Regions from separate parts of the Mus musculus genome. Here region 2 is linked to region 1. The links are chromatin contacts, called in public promoter capture Hi-C maps. All regions are on one chromosome and are shown on one strand. The core of a region is the stretch at or near the end of the contact, and the rest is flanking DNA. Distances in the headings are between cores, read along the strand shown. Region 1 holds the start of Wdr5 (WD repeat domain 5). Region 2 holds the start of Ralgds (ral guanine nucleotide dissociation stimulator).

What was found. Promoter capture Hi-C pulls out the DNA fragments that hold promoters and counts their contacts.
Region 2: a promoter capture Hi-C map of liver shows a contact between it and region 1, with 4 times the contacts expected there. The contact joins the promoter of Ralgds here to the promoter of Wdr5 in region 1. A contact is called at or near these places in 7 of 39 promoter capture datasets (3T3-L1-derived adipocytes, embryonic stem cells, epiblast stem cells and 3 more) and 3 of 115 datasets of contacts at active chromatin or transcription factors (embryonic forebrain, embryonic hindbrain and pancreatic cancer cells).

What each region holds. Positions count from the first base shown.
Region 1 is chr2:27,513,431-27,516,536 of GRCm38.p6, forward strand. Wdr5 (WD repeat domain 5) reads left to right here and starts at 1,717. Exons shown (of 14, transcript NM_080848.2): 1 at 1,717-1,850.
Region 2 is chr2:28,531,991-28,534,779 of GRCm38.p6, forward strand. Ralgds (ral guanine nucleotide dissociation stimulator) reads left to right here and starts at 1,474. Exons shown (of 18, transcript NM_001145835.1): 1 at 1,474-1,743. The coding sequence starts at 1,561.

The DNA.
Region 1 (3,106 bases), core at 467-2,966:
TTGTAGACCAGGCTGGCCTCGAACTCAGAAATCCGCCTGCCTCTGCTTCCCGAGTGCTGGGATTAAAGGCGTGCGCCACTACGCCCGGCCCTACATAACTGTGTTTTTAAAGATATCAAAATTCTTACTACAGATCCAGTGTGAGTAAAAGTTGGAAATCTGGGGCTTCTGGGTCAGGACCCCTTATCCTTTGAGCCTTCCATGCTGGTCTTGAAGTTCTAATATTTCTGCCTCTAACTATCTAATACTTGTGCTGTTGCACTTGGTTTATGAGTGTTGGGGATTGGCTCCAGGGCTTCTTGCATGCTATGCATACACTTTACCTGGATTTTCAGCAATTCCTTTGGCTGGAATTTTGAAAAGGCCACATCTTAGGTAGAGCCGGGATGAGGATGGAGGTGGACAGGTTTGAATGTTATCTGAGAGGTGGGTGGCAGAGGATTAGGTTTGGTTTCCAGTCCGGTTAGCTAGGCAGATACGGAGATGTTATTCTTACCATCCCATGCTCCACTCCATCCAGGGCTCCTGGCATAGGTCTGTTAGACACACAGATTCGTCTGAACTGTTTCTGTGCCTTTAGCAGGAGATTCCAGGCCAATGTCAGTCTTCTCACACTCTTGTAGCTATGGCAACCACACACTCTCCATTCTCAAGCTTCAGTTGCTTAGTCCCTCCCTCTGCACAGGTTCCCCACGCGTTATATTTGATATTCCCAGACTGGAAGATGAGGCTGCACAGGTCATAGCCACCTCCAAGAGTCTAAGACCATGTGAGTTAGACAGTGAAGTGAGAGGTGCAGACCTGGCTCCAGGTTCTCCTTCTGTCCCTGTGTCCTCCTCTCTGGGTGTTTTCCCCGTTAGTGACAGGAGTAGAGGTGGTCCAACAGGAAAGAGGGCTGTCAAAACTTTGCTAACTGCAGGCCGGCCAGCCTGCTAGGGGCTGTCTTGTGAAAATGAGATAAAGCCTTTAAAATGGAGCTCCAGAGCCACACAGGAGCCAGATTGTAGTGGATGCTGTGGCTGCCTGGAATGTGAACTGCCTGAGCCTACATTCAGGTGCAACTGCATCGTTCCAGATGCATGCATAGCTGGAGGACTTGGAGCCCCTGTGTTAGGGACACTTGCCTTTCCTGTCCACATTCTTTCTTGTTTGTCTTCTAAGTCAGGTAGCTCCTCTCTTGTCAGCGTGCAGGCTTCCTTCTCTACAGTAGTGCCCTGCCTTCCCTGGACACTACTGTAGATCTCTCCCTGCAGCGGTAGCTCCTAAGACCTTTTTCGGAGTGTGTCTGTGTGGGGTGGTGGTGGTGGTACAGCGTAGCCTCCTTATGGCCCTGTAGAAGAGAGGCAAGTATGTTCAATTTGAGCTGTGGTTTGCAGCGGCAGGAAGCCCCCCGCCTTGCGGTAGGCTGGGGAGGCCGCAGGAGCTCCGGACTTCCGGACCTCGTGGACATCCACCAGTGGCACCAAGAGGTTTCCCAACAGTCCTGGGCAGGCACGGGCCAGCACAGGCAAATTGTAACTGTTAGCTTGGCTACACAGCCTAGAATAACAGGAGAGGCACCTAAGCACGTTCTCACCCATCTTTAATTCTAGAGTGCTCCAGTCTGCAGTTACCGAACACCAGTAGCGGTCAAATAGGAAGCGAGAACCACAGACGGCCCCTTTAAGGCGCTCCGCCTCCTCTAGTTTTTCTGACCCTCGTCGCCGCCCGTTGTCCCGCCCCTCGCGCACGCGCAATCCCTCCCGCCTCCCGCGCCGCTGCCGCCTAGTCCAGCAGATCGTCTGCTCTCGCGCGTAGGGCTAGCCGACGCGACGCCAGAGCGCCCGGCCCCGCCGCCGCGGCCCCGGCAGGTAAGCGAGAAACCCGGTCCCGCGGGCGCGAGGCGAGCGGCGGCCACGAGGGCCCTCGGGCTCCGGGCTCCACAGCGCCGCACGTGTTCCGAGGGCCTCGGGCCGGGCCGGACGCCGCATTTGCGGCCGCGCCCCGACCCCGCCGCCCCTTGTGGCCGCCACGGCCCGCTACTTCCACTGCGGCCCCTGCTACGCCCCTAGACCCTTAGTCCTGCGAGCTTCTCGAGACTCACACCTCAGACTGGCGTCACTGGGAGTGGAATTCTCTGTCTCATCGGGGACACCCAGCCAGCGTCGCGCAGGTTTCCTTGGCCACTTGGCGCCTCTCGTGCTGCGGGCACAACCCTCATTTGTGTCCTAGCGCAAGTTTCTACCTGACTAGGGCTGACCGGTCAAGGGTTTCTGAACATTGTCCGGGACAGCCGGGCAGTTGAGCGCACAGTGGTGTGAAGCCAAGGCTACTAGTACCTAGGTATCTAGGAGCCCAGAGAGGATGGGTTGGAGTTCTTTGTTGGGTTACCTACTGCACTCACCTGAGTGACTGAACCATTCTGTCTTCCCATACTTGTGTACTAGGGTGGAAACCAGGAGTCTACATTTGACTGGAGGGAGACTGATGGCTGCTGCCCTTCCATAGTCAGGCTCACTCTAGTGTAAAGCCCCGGCTGCGGCTGCCGGTTACCTACCTCCTTTGTGGGCAGTGGAGGCCAGCTCCAAACCACCTGCTGAGGATCCTGCTTAACCCAGCTTCCTCCCAGACCTGCCCTCCCCAAGTCCTGCTTTCCTGAGTGCTCTGTCTTGGACTCTACCCTGTGGAATTGGAAAGTGGTGGTCTCCTTTGAGCCGGTTTCAGGTTGATGCTAGCCTCACATTTAACTGCTTTGAATTCCTGAGCCTCCTGAATGCTGTGAGGCAGATTGGCTAATGTTGATATTCTTTCTTTCTTTCTTTCTTTCTTTCTTTCTTTCTTCCCCGTTTTTGTTTTTGTTTTTTGGTTGGTTGTTTGGGGCCCACATCCTTAGAGCTCTTCATCCTTAGAGCTGGAATTAAAGTGGGTGGTGCTACAACTAGTGTCTTCAGATGTTAATATTTGTCTTCCTGAAAGACCCAGCTTATTAACGATGTGATGGGCAGGGCTGGGTGGTGGTGTGCTTGTTGGCAAGGTCATCCACCTGCTGTTAGGTGAATCTCTTTATATGCTAAAAGAAGCTTAGTTCCTAGAGACTTCCCACACTGGAGATAGATCTGCCCTACAC
Region 2 (2,789 bases), core at 224-2,723, 1.0 Mb after region 1:
GGCTAATCATGAGGGAATGCTTAGGAGGCCTTGGGGAGGGCTCTGCTTTCTGGGAAGTGTCTAAAAAGTCACAGCTGGTGCTGGGGATGCTGAGGGTGTGAGCCCTGTGGGGTCTAGGGCAGCAGGCAGGAACATGGGGACACTTATATTGGTGAAAGGGGGTCAGAGTAAAAAGGCTTGAGCTGTTGGCCTATGGGAGTGAGGAGCTTGTCTGTCTGTCTGTCTGTCTGTCTGTGTGGCTTTATGTCTCTGTGTATCTGCCTACACATATGTGTGTCTGTGTTTCTGTGTCTGTGCATGTGATATCCATGAACAGACTTCCCAGGAGGGAAATGCAGAGCGAGACAGGAAAGGAACTTGATAAAACAGGTGGACAGCAACCAGAAAAGCAGAGTAGATGATGGAACCTCACCTCTGCCACCGTCCATCCCTGCAATTAGTGTGTCTGGAGGCAGCCTGCCTGCCGACGGCCTGCCCGCAGGGTTGACGCCTGGGGACTAAGTATCAGAGAGAAGTGGCCCTTAGAAAAAGAAAGCCAGAATAGGAGAGAGCAGCAGGGTCAGGAAACAAAGCTGAGCTGCTGCCGGGTCCTTGGCCCAGGAATGGGGCTGGGGAAAAGCCTACAGAATGTGTGGGAGCCACTGCCTTCCTGTGATATACCCCCACACGCCTGGACTTCCTGGAGATAGGGCAGAGCCCGGGCTTCTGAGCAGCCTTAGGGGATCTCCACACCTAGCCAAATCTGCCTATCTTTTTCTTAAATCATATTCACTGGAGCCTGTTCATAAAAATACTTTCTGACAATTAAAAATTTCAAAGAAAATTTAGGCCTTGTGGCGGGAGAGATGGCCCAGCATTCACAGTTTGTTCCCCTCAGGCATCAGCGTCTACCATGTCTGCAATGTACACACATGCATGGCAAATAACAGTACACATACAATAAAATAAACAAGCCTTTAAAAGTACGCCACCTCACCTAGTGGTAACCAGCATTGCTTTTGCATAGTAGGTTTGTCTAGTTTGTGCATGACTGTGGTGACTGGAGCTGAGGCTGGAAGCATCCCTCTCCCAATGGAGCTTGGACTGGATGCCAACGCCCTGTGGACACTGAGCCCAATCAATCCTCAGGGTCACCCTTCCCCATACTCTAATATATGAGCACATAGTCAGTGACCTCATTGACATCCTCCCAGTCACACTCTTGGAGGAAGTCATTTTCATTACCCATACTTTCCAGGTGAAGAAACTGAGGCTACAGAGCTAGGGGGTGTTGTAACTGGAATTCCCGGGAAGTGGATCTGATTTCAGCAAAACAGCATCACGGGCCGCCCACACAATACATAGACTGTGTATGCAAGCGCTGTCCACCAGGCCTGCCAACTAGAGGAGGCCCACGCCCCCTCTGAAACCACTCCCCCAGCAGCCCACGCCCCCAGCTGACATCAGCGAGGCCCGGCCTCTGGCGCAGAGCGCAGGCAGCGCGGAGCCGCGCCGGCCCTGCGCCCCGCGCTGCCCCGGGTCTCGCGGCCCGCCGGCCACCCGCGCCACCGTGAGTCGTCCATGGTGCAGCGCATGTGGGCTGAGGCGGCCGGGCCCATAGGGGGCACCGAGCCGTTGTTTCCCGGTTCCCGGCGCAGCCGCAGCGTGTGGGACGCCGTGCGCCTGGAGGTGGGCGTCCCCGACAGCTGCCCAGTGGTGCTGCACAGCTTCACGCAGCTCGACCCTGATCTGCCGCGCCTGGAGGTGGGTGAGCCCAACGTCCTTTGCAGCATTGTGTGTGGCTGGGGGGTTCCTTCCTCAGAAGTCCCCCTGCTGTATCAGCCCTGGGGCAGCCAGTTGGGCATTACAGCTTCCAGCACACCCTCAGCAGTAGGTGGGGAATCAGAGCTGAATTCCCGTGCCCCCTCAATTCATCCCAGTACCTGCTCCCACTCATCACAGGTGTGACAACCCCAATTACTGCAGTCAGTCAAACCTTTAAGCCCCTCCATGCTGTCACTATTTACACGCCTGTGGTGTGTGAATGCTCCAACCACGAGGGCCTATCCTCATTTCAAACCCTTGTCAATGGGGCGCGTGACACGAGGAGGCCACAATATAGTGGGCCAGCAAGTGGTTGTGGTGGCACAGCCCTAAACTCCCCAGAGGTGAGTGGGACCTCAGGGGCCTTTGAATACCCATCACTGAGTCAGACATAGGTCTAATGACCCGGGAACATCGAGGCTGTTCAGAGGAGGCAGTGGCAGGAAGGGAGTGGGATGGGCTGGAAGATTCAGAGACCATGCCCTTATGTGTGGGTGGTGGGAATAGTGAATGTGGGTAGGAGCTTGTTTCTAGTGTCCTGGGCAGGGACACCCAGCAGTGCCCTCTTCCTTTCACCTTAGTGTACACCTGCCACCATGCCCCAGGGGTAGTGGAATCCCAAGGCAGCCCTGCATCCTGCTCTGCCTAGAGAAGGCTCAGACAAAGCATACTCGGGAACTTCTGGTCATGGGGCCCCCAGGCCTAGGAGGCCTCTTGTGCTTGGCAGGTGTCCCAAGCCAGGCTGCTCATTCACCCAGTGGTCTCATCCTGGAGGCGGCTGGGGAGGGACTCCGGGGAGCTTGGTGGTGGGCGGCCCACCACCAGCCCTGCACTCATCTGGCTTTCATTATGTCTGGCAGAGTCTCCGGCTTTGTGTGCTGGAAGGGCCTAGCCTGATCACTCCTGGAGGGGGGTGTCAAGCTTCTCTCTGACTCTGTCTGGCTACATCCCTAAGGACCCTTTGTGGCAGGGCTGTTGAAAGGTTC